Linked DNA regions of Mus musculus: region 2 is linked to region 1. Evidence: chromatin contacts called from public HiChIP or PLAC-seq data. All regions are on one chromosome and are shown on one strand. Each heading gives the region's core, a stretch centred on a gene start, on an enhancer-like site or on the middle of the called end of the contact. The rest is flanking DNA. Distances are from core to core; before and after follow the strand shown.

Evidence for each region. HiChIP or PLAC-seq counts read pairs in DNA pulled down with a chosen protein or histone mark.
Region 2: a contact with region 1 is called in an H3K27ac HiChIP or PLAC-seq map of thymic regulatory T cells, with 5 times the contacts expected there. The contact joins two enhancer-like sites. A contact is called at or near these places in 2 of 15 datasets of contacts at CTCF or cohesin (CD8 T cells and large pre-B cells), 17 of 484 Hi-C or Micro-C datasets (CD4 T cells, CD8 T cells, CD8 central memory T cells and 10 more), 24 of 115 datasets of contacts at active chromatin or transcription factors (the 230-238 cell line, CD4 T cells, CD8 T cells and 16 more) and 4 of 9 other capture datasets (adipose tissue, bone marrow-derived macrophages, liver and 1 more).

The regions. Positions count from the first base shown.
Region 1 is chr4:101,166,415-101,172,786 of GRCm38.p6, forward strand. It overlaps Jak1 (Janus kinase 1), which reads right to left. Exons shown (of 25, transcript NM_146145.2): 11 at 4,821-5,007; 12 at 129-235. Among named protein-coding and RNA genes, the nearest start is that of Gm24468, 17 kb to the right of the region's middle. Within about 2 kb of position 1,972, at least 66 of the 459 cell types and tissues checked have an H3K27ac peak or open chromatin away from gene starts, as enhancers often do. A contact at or near this core is called in CD8 T cells, CD8 central memory T cells, the HPC-7 cell line and 6 more, where this site is marked.
Region 2 is chr4:101,290,859-101,297,586 of GRCm38.p6, forward strand. It overlaps Gm12796 (a long non-coding RNA gene), which reads right to left and starts at 4,828. Exons shown (of 2, transcript XR_003955080.1): 1 at 2,227-4,828; 2 at 830-1,662. Within about 2 kb of position 1,798, at least 321 of the 459 cell types and tissues checked have an H3K27ac peak or open chromatin away from gene starts, as enhancers often do. A contact at or near this core is called in CD8 T cells, CD8 central memory T cells, the HPC-7 cell line and 6 more, where this site is marked.

The DNA of each region.
Region 1 (6,372 bases), core at 722-3,221:
TCGTTGTTCTCTTTCCACTAGAATATCCCCAAAGCAGACTTTACCCACACACACACTTAAATCTCTAGGGGGCTCCCCTATGGGGTGTCAGGACCAAAGTTGGACAAAGACCCTTAGTGGGGACTTACTTGTATAATATCTTTCTTAAGGATCCGATCAAAGCTCAGCTGGCTCATGGAGTAGACAGGCTGCCACTCCTGGGCTTTCTTAGTGGCTACGAGCAGATTGGAGATTTCTGTGAAAAGATCAGAGAATTTTAAGCAGCATTCTGCACTGGCATGGCTAGCATTGTGTGCTGAGCCATGGGGCTTACCCAACACAAGGGTTTGCTAGTTACATCATGAACAAGTCTGTATCGGGTAAATGCTTAATTCATACCCTCCAGGAGCTCACAGGCTAATGACAGAGTCAACAGGAGTCAGAGAGCACATGGAGAGCTATGATTTAGCCAGGGTTCACACAGCAGGATCTGAGGTGAGGGAAGGCTCCTTTGGGAAATGGTCAGGTATGATGGCACATGCCTATAATCTCAGCACCTGAGAGCAAACAGTGAGTTGGAGAATAGCTTAGGCTGTCTCCAAAAGAATAATAAAACAAATGACAAAAGTCAGTCTCAAGAAGCCGGGGACCATGTCTGTTTCATGTTCTGCTCTATGCCTACAGCCTAGAACATAACGAATGCTCGACAAGTTACCAGGCTCGTGCATGCTAGGCAAGCACTCTATTTCCCAGTTCCCAACAAGACTTTGTTAAATGTAGGAAGCACCAGGGGTGAACTGAATGAGGAACACAGATGCCTTGAGGCTAGGGAACTCTGTGAAAAAGGAAAGTACAAGCTATATGCAGATGAAAGGGAAAAGCAACTTAGAATAGGATCCTAGAAATCTTGCTAATGAAGCTAGAACCTCACATGTGGCTTAGGAGTAGGCCATTTCCCAAACTTTACTAAGATAAACAGCAAACACAATGCATGACCAGGTCTGCCAGGCCTGGGTTACATAGGATCTAAGGAATTTATCCTTTGTAAGCTGCCTTCCAAATTCAGACATAGTACAGAATCCTCTGGGAATCAGGTAGACCTGACATAGTCCCTGAACACACCGTGTACTTCCTTTAGCTGGACCAGTACCACTGGGGAAGTGACAACTCACAGATGATCTCCCTGTTCCACTTTCTTGCACGGGATGACAATGAGTTCTCACATGGGAGTTCTAATTCTTGGATTCTGATAAGAAAGTTCCCAAAACTCTGTAGAAATTCCAAGGCACAGTTCACAGAACCCACACACAGACTAGTGTAAATAAACTGCTAAGCAATAGGTTACAACACTGGTTACATGAGTACAATAAGGGCCCCTCAAATCTTCTTTTGTTCTGTTTTCATTCATATGGTCTTTTTTTTGTTTACATTCATATGTTCTGTTTTCTCTATGCTGGGTACAGTTCTATAAGAAACTGTTAACTCCTCTGCCTAAGCTCAAGAGACAGGAATTGTCAACATCCTTATCTGTACTCTAGATCAGAACAAAGGCTCAAAGAGACTCAGCAACCTAACCACAGAGCTTGCTAAGCCAGAGAGGAAGGCTTCACAGAGCATCCAGGCACAGCTCTAGTCTGACTTTCCTGGGGTACAAATCTAAGTACCAGAAACTGGCTTCAGTCATCTGGGTGCTCCTTTTTTCTGAGCCCATTCCTTGCACGGTTCTCTTTTGATGCTAGCCTGGGAAAATACAATTTAAATAAAAAGGCTCTGTACAGCCATCTTGAGGAGGGAAAGGAGTCAAATACAATGAGGCTATTTGACTGGTGGCACGAGGGCAGACAGAGGCTGGTGGCCGACCATCTGGGAATCAGAGAGTAGGATGAGTCTAGAGTGGCTCAGGCTTGGTTATCTGTGTGGGGACCTGCACTACACTTGACCTGTGAGAGAGGGAGCCATTTCACCATCATAAGGATGTTTCGTTCAAGAAAGCTGTGCCCTCCTCAGGTTGCTAAGTGAAACAGATGAGACCATGCCCAGAAGAGCTTTCTTTAGTATGCAGTAAAGGCTTCACTACTGGCAGCCACTGTCGTCATGATCAACCACCACCTTAGTCTTCCACCAGAGCGTTCCAGCCTTGTGCATCAGAATGCAGACATCTTCTACAAGGAGCAACTAAGTGGAAATCAGCATCACACCTGCCCATCCTGAGGAGGCCCCAGGGAATAGGTACTGACACATGTTCAGTGGTGTGTGGGCCTGAGTGCTGGGCCTGACCAAGGGCTTACTTATCTATCATATGCTTCTGTCTGGCTTCCTGGCTTTTCCCTGCCTTTTCTCTATTCCACAAAGCGATGTATACTGCAGTGTAAAACCTAGATCAGAGTATCTGGCTCTGGGAACCCTAGTTACAAGTGCAGAGAAATTGAGCAACCTGTAACGACACTCTTTGTGTTACACATTCCTGATTTTAGCTCTTCTCTAATTTGCAGGTTCTGAGAACTAATACGAGGACGATCCACACTGGGCTCCTCAGCTTTCTCTCCCTCCCCTCAGATGAGATACCCTGTGTCCCAGAGATAGCTGACCACAGTACCTATTCCTATGCAAAGCATATGAAGATGGAATGGGGAGGACATATCAGTGTATTCAGGTCAGACAGGGTGTTCAAATCTCCAATCTTTGTTCACTTGGAGTCTTGGCCAAGCATCCTGAATTCTTCTGATAATTAAATGGTCTACAACATGGAAGGCCTTCAAACAGGCAGACCAAACACTCACTAAGATGTCAGTAGCCATTGTTATTATTCACTGTCACTACTATACTACTGCTGATGCCATCAGCTGTGAAGCCTTGAGCAATTCACTGAATATCCCTGAAACCAACTTCCTATGTGGAAAAAAAAAAAACAATAAACAATAAGATAGTCACTACACTACTTTGAAAGTAGTAGGTACTGCTACAGTGGAAGCTGCTCAAATATTATCACCCAATGGGACAGTCCTGCACAAGATCTGGTGTGCATTCTAGGCTTCCCATGAATCACAGAGCAGTGAGTGAAAACTCAGACCTTCAGAGTTCTAAAGCAAGTGAGAAAAGTAGACAGAAGGCACTCTCAGTGCTCCGTTTCAGAAGAGCCTCGGGAAAAGCCACCCAAGTATTCAACGCTGTTCCCCCACTCTTCCCTCCAAAGCTACTGGCTTCCAGTCTCTGCTGTTAGAGGTGGTAGCTACATCAGAGGTCTGTATCAGCAACCTTCAAGTAAAGCACATCCTAGCCCCTGGCCTTCTCAATTCCGTGGATGCTGTCTTCTCCCGGGGACCATGATCCCTAGGGAAGTTAGATCTTCTTTTAACACCAGAAGGGAGGTCATGTAAAAAATAAGACCATTGGGCTTTAAAGCCCTAAGGAGCTCTGAGGTTTCATGGCCAAGAGGCAGGTGTGTTTTCGCCCTTTGTGGCACACTGGCTAGCATGAAAACAAAGGCTGCAGTTACTCTGAGGCTGGCAGGTAACCCTATCTGATCAACAAGAACACAACCTTCCTCTTTCACCAAATTCAGGAACTTGCCTTTTGCTGAGACTAAAATATAATTCACACATTGTAAACTCAAAGCCCTGGGCTAGAAGTGTAGCTCAGCAGAAACACTTGGGTAAACACTTGACTTATGTGCATGAGGCCCTGGATTTAATCACTAGTACTTCTAGAAAACCCAAGCCCTTTCTACCTGTTCCTTACTCAAAGGTAATCCCTTAAAGAACAATATAGTCTCAAAGGGCCTGCTCCAAGGCTAGTGTCAAGAGCTTGTGTGCTGCCTTCTCTTCAAGGTCTTAAGACTTCCAAGGACAGATCCAGCAAAGGCAAGACAGCATGTTGGGGTGCAGAAACAAAAACTCCAATATATGAGGATCCAGTATCTGGGGTGAGACCTGACCCCAAGTTACCGTACTTTCCATGAGACTAATTTCATTCTGTGAGAGGAGGCCTCTGGCCAGGTAACCCCCAAAGCATCCTTTCACACTCACATTCTGAGGCAAGGAGTCTACCTCATGGACATTAGCCATGCTTCTTTCAGAGCTTAACCAAAACCAGGTGAGTCCCTGGGCCCTTGCCTGGGTTTTAGTTCCTGCTCCTTCTATAGCCCTCTGACTGCAGGAGAAGGCTGCAGTCCCTTGGTATGGCAGCCAATCTGTTCTCCTCAGTTCCATTTCTCCTGTCCTTCTCTACTTCACAGTGGTCCTCTTGAAGCTCCCTACAGCTCCTGCCCTGGCCTACCACACTGGTCCTGCATCAGCTCTACTGGGCAGGCCTTTGCCAAACTGGCACCTCCCTCTCATAACCCAACACTACGCTCAACATCTGCTCAGGACTCAGAGATTTGGACTGTTTCTCTCTCTTTTCACCCTAGGGTATGTTATCTATCACCCATCAACTACTGAGGTGGTCTCAGTGATCTACACACCCTCAGTGACCAGGGCCTGGGACTTCCCACTGTTATAACACAGTTCCTTAGCCCTCAGATGTGCCAGAAACATACATAAACCAAACTGAGTTGTCAAGCCACTTTACTCAAAGAACAAAGAAATCTGTGCTTATTAATCCTGAGCAGACTCTTCTGCAGTCTCACTGGGGCACTGAGGAGAGGTGTATGTTATACAGACAACACTGGCACTAGAGATGAGATGTGACATGGGGACAGACCTGAGACAGAGCTTAGAGAAAAACACCTAGGACTACAGTTTCTTGAACTCAGATAGCATCCTTTGGCCCACATGGGTAAAGCATCACAACTGGCAAAGGACAACCCAGAGGAACACAGCTTGGCTCTAACAGAGACAAACCTCGAGGCTTAGGCTGACAGCATCGTTTCAGCACAAAGCTTATGTTGTCCGTGCGCAGGATCTGCTTCTTGAGGTGGTTCATGAGGTCTCGCAGGCTGGGAAAGTGGTCCATAGAGCCATGCAGGCTGTAGCGGCCCTTCTGTACCTCAATCTGAAAGTTCTTGAACTGCTTCTGGCCACCCAATACCTGCCATCCACAAAAACAACCATGTTTACAATGGGATCAGGCAATGTAATATTAGGGGTCACTGAGCAAGAAGGTGTAGAAACTGTATGTCTAAAAATATCCCCCAATAAACTTCATCAACAAGCCAACCAAGCAGTAAGTCAATAATGAAATAGTACCCGGAAAGTAAAAAGGGGCCAGCACGTCACATATGGAGAGCTTACAGCTACAGAAAGGTCATCTGCGTTTTGACCTGTGAGATGAAGGTCGTGAAAAAATGTCACAGGATTGTTGCAAAAGTCATAGGACTTTTGTTTAAAGAAAAAAACCAAAACCTTCACACATTTTAGAATGATCAATTATTGAAAACTGAACCCTAAATGGGTATCTATATCACCTCCTCTTGTAGAACAAGGTAGAAGAAGGGCAAAAAGAATGTGCGAAGGAGGAAGGGGTGGAGTGTTAGAGAGCCTTTTCCTGGCACACCACGGCTCCTGCACTCTTGAACTCTCAGTGATTGTGATATCAGGATAAGACTGGGCCGGTTAACATTTTATCATGGAGGGGAGGAAGGGATTAGGAGGCTTCCATCCCTCCTGATGAGGTTAATACAGTTAATAGCTGCTGGGGGAGGAAGAGACATTGTCTTTAGTGGTATAGCTGCTAGGATGGATCTTGTGTTCCTATGAGCAATCCTAATTAAAATCATTTGGTCATCAAAAAAAAAAAAAAAAAAAAAAAGACATGACAACGGAAGAAGGACTTTCTGAGAAGAGACTGGCAGGAGTTAGAGTGGGCAAGGATCATGGGGGTTGAATAAGGATCATATTACATATATATATATATATATATATATATATACACACACACATACATACATATACCCACACATGAATGAAAATATAATAAACCCATTATTATGTATAATTAATATATGATATTTTTATAAGAAAAAAACCATTAGTACTTTATAAAGATTAACCAGTGTATGTATGAAATAAGAACTGTGAAGGTTAAATTCACTCGGAACTCTTTCAGAGTGAGCCCTCACACACTATGAACCAGCCCAAGGAGAAGCACACACACTGGGAGCTGGGAGCTGGGAGCTGGGAGCTGGCTGTCCATCCAGGCCATAATTCCAGCACCACAAAAACCTGTCCGAGAAGCTTTCTTCCATGGCTCTTCTTATACAAAGAAAAAAAATATAAAGAGTGAGAGCCAGAAAGATGTCTTTATAGTAAAAACTGGGACATGACATTTAAGACATCCGTGTCCACAAGGTTAATGCATCCTACAAACCCAGACAATGGAACAGCACCACCTCTATCATATGGCCTCTGTAAGTTCTCTTTAGCTGCATGTACAATCAACAATCCTCTTTGTGAC
Region 2 (6,728 bases), core at 548-3,047, 120 kb after region 1:
TTCTGGGGCTGGGATTGAACCCAAGACCCCATACACAAAGCTCTAACATTCAGCTACACTTGCAGCCCAAACTTATCTTTTCTTTTCCTTTCTTTTCTTTTCTCTTTCGCTTCTCTTCTTCCCTTCCCTTCTCTTCTTTCTTTCTTTCTTTCTTTCTCTCCTCCTCCTTTCTCTCCCTCCTTTCTTCTTCAGCATAACAAACTCTATCTTTTTCTTGAGTCCCTGCCCTCTTTCCTAGTTTATTCTCAGTACAAGAAGTTACATAAGACAACACGCCATTCCCCAAGTCAATGAACACATACCAGGCACCTAGGGCACTGTGTTTCTTCACCAGAATGCCCACTGTGCCCTCCTCATTCTTCTGTATTGTTCCCTGAAACCTGCCGATCTGGAAACAAGTCTTTTCTTAATCTCAGGACCTGGCGGCACAGGGCTTTAACATTAGTGAGACCACTGACAACAACGTTTATTGATTTCTCTGCTGTGGTGCACTTTGTCTCCTGGAATATTTGTTGTGTGATACTTAGAGATACTTAGTGAGTATACGGTATGGAAAATCTGGGCAAACTGGTGGAAATAGGAGCAAAAAGCAATAAAGCAGGACAGGCCTGGGGGGAGGGCAATGCTTATCAACCCTCAATTAATACACCCTGTAGGAAATTTATCTATGTAAATAGTTGAGAATGCCTTCTAAGATCGAGCTGCAAGGCTGAACACCAAAGTCCTATTTAAACATCATCATTCAATATACAACCTTACGTTCTTCGATGGGGCATTGGTTAAGTAAATGCAAAATGCATAGTAATCATTAACATATGCATGGAACATATTTTTTAAAGTAATATTTAAACAAGAAAATGTTAGTAAATGTTTTGGTTCTTGTGAGTTCATGTAGTACGGTTATTAATCATGCTGTTAGTGGGTCTGAGTGCTGCCATTTCAATTTTTTTTTTCATTCAGGTTTTGAAAAAAATTACCTGACTTTTTAAAGACTAGTCATTTTATGATTAAAAAAAGATTATCCAAACAGCTGGGATAATTTTCAAGGTTTTATGATTAAAACAAAGAAATCCTCCCATTAGCCTATTTTGCTTTCCTGATAAATGTTTCTCCAAAGTTCCGTGTGCACCCTGAAACTGCTACAGGAGGGCGCCTCAGAGGGAGCGTGCTGTGCTCAGCTCAATTTACTGGACTTTGCACAGCTGGAACCAGCTGCTCTGGGCTGTAGCAGTTCCTGGAGTTTGCAGGAGGCGCAGACAGGCCAGCTCGGAGCTCCGCAGCCCCACGCTGTGTCCCCGAGGCCCGCGCTGGCAAGCGGCCTGCGCGTTGACTCCACTTCCTCTGCTCGCTTTCCCGGAGATGCCCGCCCACGCCACCGCCGCCCTGCCGCTGAGAAGTCACGCTCCAGCCTCCGAGCTGCTCGGAAGCTGCCGCGAGGGAAGGCAGTGGCGCGTGGACCCGCGAACTGACCAGAATAGCCCTAGAATGGGACCAAGAGACGGCTGTAGCTGTCGTTTAGTGAGATGACACCGGGCTTACGTTGAATTTTCTGTGGACTGAATTCGATCTTCCGCCTGCAAGAGCCAGCGTCGATCGAGGCTACTTCAGGTCTCCGCCGGGTGTCACTATCAGGAAACCCAGGCCCAGATGTTTCTGAGAGCTCTGCCAAAAGGAGGGCGAAGTAAGCCCCTAGATGGGCAAACTCGTAATTTCAACTCCCACTTCTCTCCTTTCCCCATCTCTCTCCGCTCTCCTTTCTCCTCTGTCTCTCAGTTTCACTGTGCACCCCAGGCTGGCCTGTGTCTATCTCGCTGCAATCCTCCCTCCTCAGCCTACTGCTGGGATAACTGGCAACTAGTTCAATTGGTGCCTCTGTTTCCCCAAATCTTACTGAAAATAGTGACCAGATCTGTGGAATGCTATCCAGCTCTTCCAACAAATACCATGATACCACCCTAAGGGCCCCAAAAGCACACACACAGCCACCGGAAACAGAACTTAGTTTCGGGTCTGGGCCAACGCCCTATACACTTGCATCTCAGCCACCCGTCCCATATCTAGCCTGTCCCCGGACTTCGAAGAGAGGCTAATAACAGTATGCATGTCTCAGGATCTACGGCCGGAGGAGCGCCCAGGAACCCGCGGGCGTATGTCAGCGAGCCTGCACCGGGCGCTGGGCAGCCCTGGGTCCTGGGCCAGGCCAGCTTTGGCGGCGGGGAGGCGGACCTTTTGATCCCCTCCGCAGAAGGTCCCCGGTTCGGCTGCACCCCGCTGAAGCCGCTGGGAAGCTAGATGTAAAGAGTTAGCGCGGTGGCCGCCTCCCCCACTTCCTGCGGGGTCCCCCGCCGCGGCCCCATTGCACAATCCCTGCCGTGCAATCGCCCCGTGACTCGCACCCAGCCTGAAATGGTTCCCAGGTTTCCAAGCCTAGCAAAGAACCGCGGCGTCCCCGCCCCGACCTCAGGCGCACTCCAAGCCGTATTTCTTCGGGTGACTGGGCCGCACTTTAACGTCTAGAATGCACTTGTCAAAGAAGGGCAAGTTCACGCAGCAGCCACCAGCTCCAGGCTGGCGCCGGGTGGCTACAGCTGACTTGGCCCTTCTCCGTGGTATACCTTCAAGCAGCACGTTTTGGGGGTGGGGGAGAAACAGGCATGTGCCATAGAGGAAGGAGGGGGAAGCTGTATTGCAGATCTTCAGGAATCCGCCCTGACACCGACGGTGGACCCAGGAAGCGTGGAGGCAGCATACAGAAGACTGTGTCAGTAGTCCACGCCATTATCTTAGAGACAGGAAACCTAGAAATTAAATGGTGTGCCTGAAGTCACCTAGCTAATGTAGACTGCAGGCAATGTCTGGGTTGTAGTTGTAAGGACGAGGTGGGGGATGGTTTCCTTTTAAGAAAATAGTGCGCCTTCCTTAGCAATCACTGCAACTCCTGACTCCACATTACAAAAGGAAGCAATAAGTCTAGCCCCTAAAAGGGCTAAATTTGGCAGTGTCCCGGGAAGGTATCAGCTACTCATTTCAGTTATTTTCACCAGTTGAGAGCACTCGAAATATCGCACAAAATACCTAATGAAAAAGAGAGGGACCACGAACGTTTCTCCAAGATCAGATCTAAAATGCCAAGTTCCCAATAACATTACTTTGATGATTAAACTGTTCAGTGTTCTGCCGATGTGCCAGCTGGTTTCGGAAGTGAATTGTCAAGTGAATTGCTCTATGCTGGACTGGATCATTTAGGCTTGGAATAGATTTGCTGCTCATCTTTCAGAATATTCAGTCTGAAAATATACGGGACAAGGACAGACTTACAGGCTCGCGTGTTGTCTTTGGCATTTCTAGGGTGACCATGTATAACAAATGTTTAATTTGGGCACCAGATGCCAAACAAATAGATGTGAGGATCAAAGGAACCCAAATTAAAAGTGGTAATCATGGGCTGGAGAGATGGCTTAGCAGTTAAGAGCACTGACTGTTCGTCCAGAGGTCATGTTTTCAATTCCTAGCATCCACATAGGGGCTCACAACCCTCTGTAATGGGACCCAATGCCCTCTTCTGGGGTGTCTGAAGAGAGTGACAGGGTTGTCATATCATAAAATAAATCATTTTTCAAAAGTGGGAATCATGAATGAAGTGATTCTTTTATGGGTTGTAAAAAACTTTCTACAATGATGGTTATAACTCAGTTGTGATAATGTAACCCAAACGAAAACTCTTGGCTGTGAAGGAATTATGTGATGGCATCTCACAACTGCCTTAACTGGAGCTCCCAGGGATCTGTCATCCTTGCTGATATCTGAATGCACCTAGGCACACTCCCCACATACATAAATAAATAAGTAAATATGAAAATAATTTATAAAGTTGATCAAGGTGGCGCACGCCTATTATTCCAGCACTGGGCAAGCAGAGGCAGGCGGATTTTGAGTTTATCAGCCTGGGCTACATAGCAAGTTCCAGGTCAGCGTGGGGTATACATAGCAAGACCCCATCCAAAAATAAATAGTAAAATAACATAAAATTTATAAAGTAATAATTAGATACTATTTGTCGGTACAAGATATAAAACTGAATCAGTGACTCTGAAGAGACTAGACCTAGATTCAGACACGTGTAAATAAGGCCTGAAGAATCTTTATTTAAGGAAGGGCCTGTCAGCAAGTAGTGCTGGAGTAGTATAACTTTAAATATTTTCATGTTCTTAAATGAGTATAAACGATGAAGAATTAGGAACAGGAATACACTAAAGCTCAGACATGTATTCATCAGGAAATTTCACGTGGTGCTTGTCATTAAAGGAGATGGATAGAAGACTAACACAGTTTCTTTGGGGAAGAAGAAACTCAAATTATCATCAAACCTATGAAGAGATCGTCAAATTTGTAAGCAAGGATGGAAATCCAAAGTGCAACCTCCCCAGGACATTTCTGCACACCTAACAGACAATTCCAAGTGAGGAGGAGTGTTGTGTGACAATAGAAACTCTTGCACACTGCTAGTGAGCATGTGACTTTGTGCAAGCACACTGAAACACAGCTTGAGGTTGCAGCATGGAGTTGTTGCCTAGCATGCACAAGGCCTTGGGTTAAATATCCAGTACCAGCAAAAATGAGAAGAGGAGAAGGGAGAGGAGGGAGAGGAAAGGAAAAGCATACAGACTAATTTCTATAGCACCATTGTCCATAATAATAAAAAGAATTGAAAGCAATCCAAGTATCTGCCTAGAGTAGAATATGAAATGTGTCTTCCCAAGAGGGGAGGTTACAGAACATGAAAGTAATGGGCTAACATCTGCATGCATTAGTGTCCATGAAAAAAAAAAAAAAACAGTGCTGGAAGATGCGAGTCGGAAGAAATGTTATGTGTTAGTTCATACCGGGAAGAAATGTTATGAGTTGGTTTTATAATAAAGTCCAAAATGGGCAAAACCATTTTTTGGCAGTGGGATACGGACAGGTGATGGTTATCCTATGAAGGAGTGATTATTCTAAGCTTTGGGACATTGATCACTAAAAGGTGTTGGAATCCCCCACCACCTTCAGTAACTCAGCAAGGGACCAGAGTTTGCACAGGACATACCAAAACTAAGTTTCAGCACAGAGGAGAGGTATTTGCCCCAGAGGGACAAAGGGCAGGGATGGGGGAGGGCAAAACCTGCCAGAGCTGTGTTTGCCATGCTCAGGCCTCCTAGAACCCTCCAGTTACCTTGCTGGGGGACGGAGGGGACCAGTTGAGGTCTCTGAAATGACTTGTTGTGACTTGGAGGATGCTTTAGGAAGAGGCTAGACGATGCTCATGTTCATTTTAACTCTTTAATATATATATATTTATGCCTTATATATTCTTCTATGAAAAACTTAATTATATTTATTTCTTTTGGGGGGCGGTGTTGGAGAACAACTTGTCAGTGCCGGTTCTCTCCTTCTACCATGTCGGTCCTTGAAGTCAAACTTGGCAACAAAGCACCTTTACTCACTGAGCCATTTTACCAGCCCCAGTATGATTAATTTTGTTAAAGTCACAGTTGGCTAAAAATAAACAAATAATAACTTCCTCTGGAAGTTTTGCTCTTAGAAGCTGGAGGTTTCTTTCTTAACCAAACCAAGCAAATTACAATTATTGTGTAAATTTACCAATAAATACGATTGGTGAACTCTCTCCAATGGGCAGCAGCCGCATTCATGTTAAGATATTCCATAATTAAGTCTATTTCACCAACCTTTATGACCACACCATCATAAAAAGTGAGTAGTAGATATTTTTTTTCTAGCAAGAGAGATCTTATATCTTCCCAAACTTTGATACAACAACAAAACTATCCTGTTGCACGTGACATAGATCGAATGTTATTTGGTAAAATAAACTCCTATTTGGTAACTGATTATCAGTCCACTAAGCACTTCAAGTGGTTCCCTGAATCATGAACTTGGCTTTCCCATCTCTGCAGTCTAGAACGTTTGCACAACAAGCTGCATTAGAAGTTTTTCAGTGTGTTTTTCTCTTTGGAGTCTCAATAAATGCAGCTTAAGTACACAACATAAGGCAGACCAATATATATGTGTTGTTAACAAAGAGTTCCTCATCAGATGTCCTTTCACGTGCTTGCTTTAGCAAAACATCCTCTTTCCTGTGTCTGCTTCGGCAAAACGTCCCTCCACGCTTCTGCCTTAGTCTTTCACCTGTATCCCCTTCAGCTAATCGTTCCTTCACATATTTGCCCCAACAAAACACCATCCAACCAACTTTCCAAAGAACCCATAAGTTTCCACTTCACGTTGGCCAACTGTTTATAAGCCCTTGAACTTAAACATACTGTCAACAATCACATCCACACCAGAAGGCTTTGCCACCGTTTGAGCTTCAGCCCAGGGGAAAGCTGACATGGTTCTCACCAGGTTGACCGCATGCCCTCATTCAAGGCCTCTTCCACTCCCCACAGACACTCGTTATATTAGCTAAAACCGTGCACTCACCCAATTATACTTTATGCACAAAGAGTTCGATCTTTGTAATGTAAATTGATCAGAAATGACTAAAGTATAGTGCACCCAATTTAATCCACTAAGTAATATTTTGTCTCTGCCCCTAAAGAGAGCCATCCAAAAATGATTAAAGTTTCTGAAAAGAAAAAATATTGGACATTATTTTTTAAATGGACATTTCTTCTTTGCCTAGTAACGTTAGAGAACCATTATTTTGAAACAAAGGAACAAAAATGGGT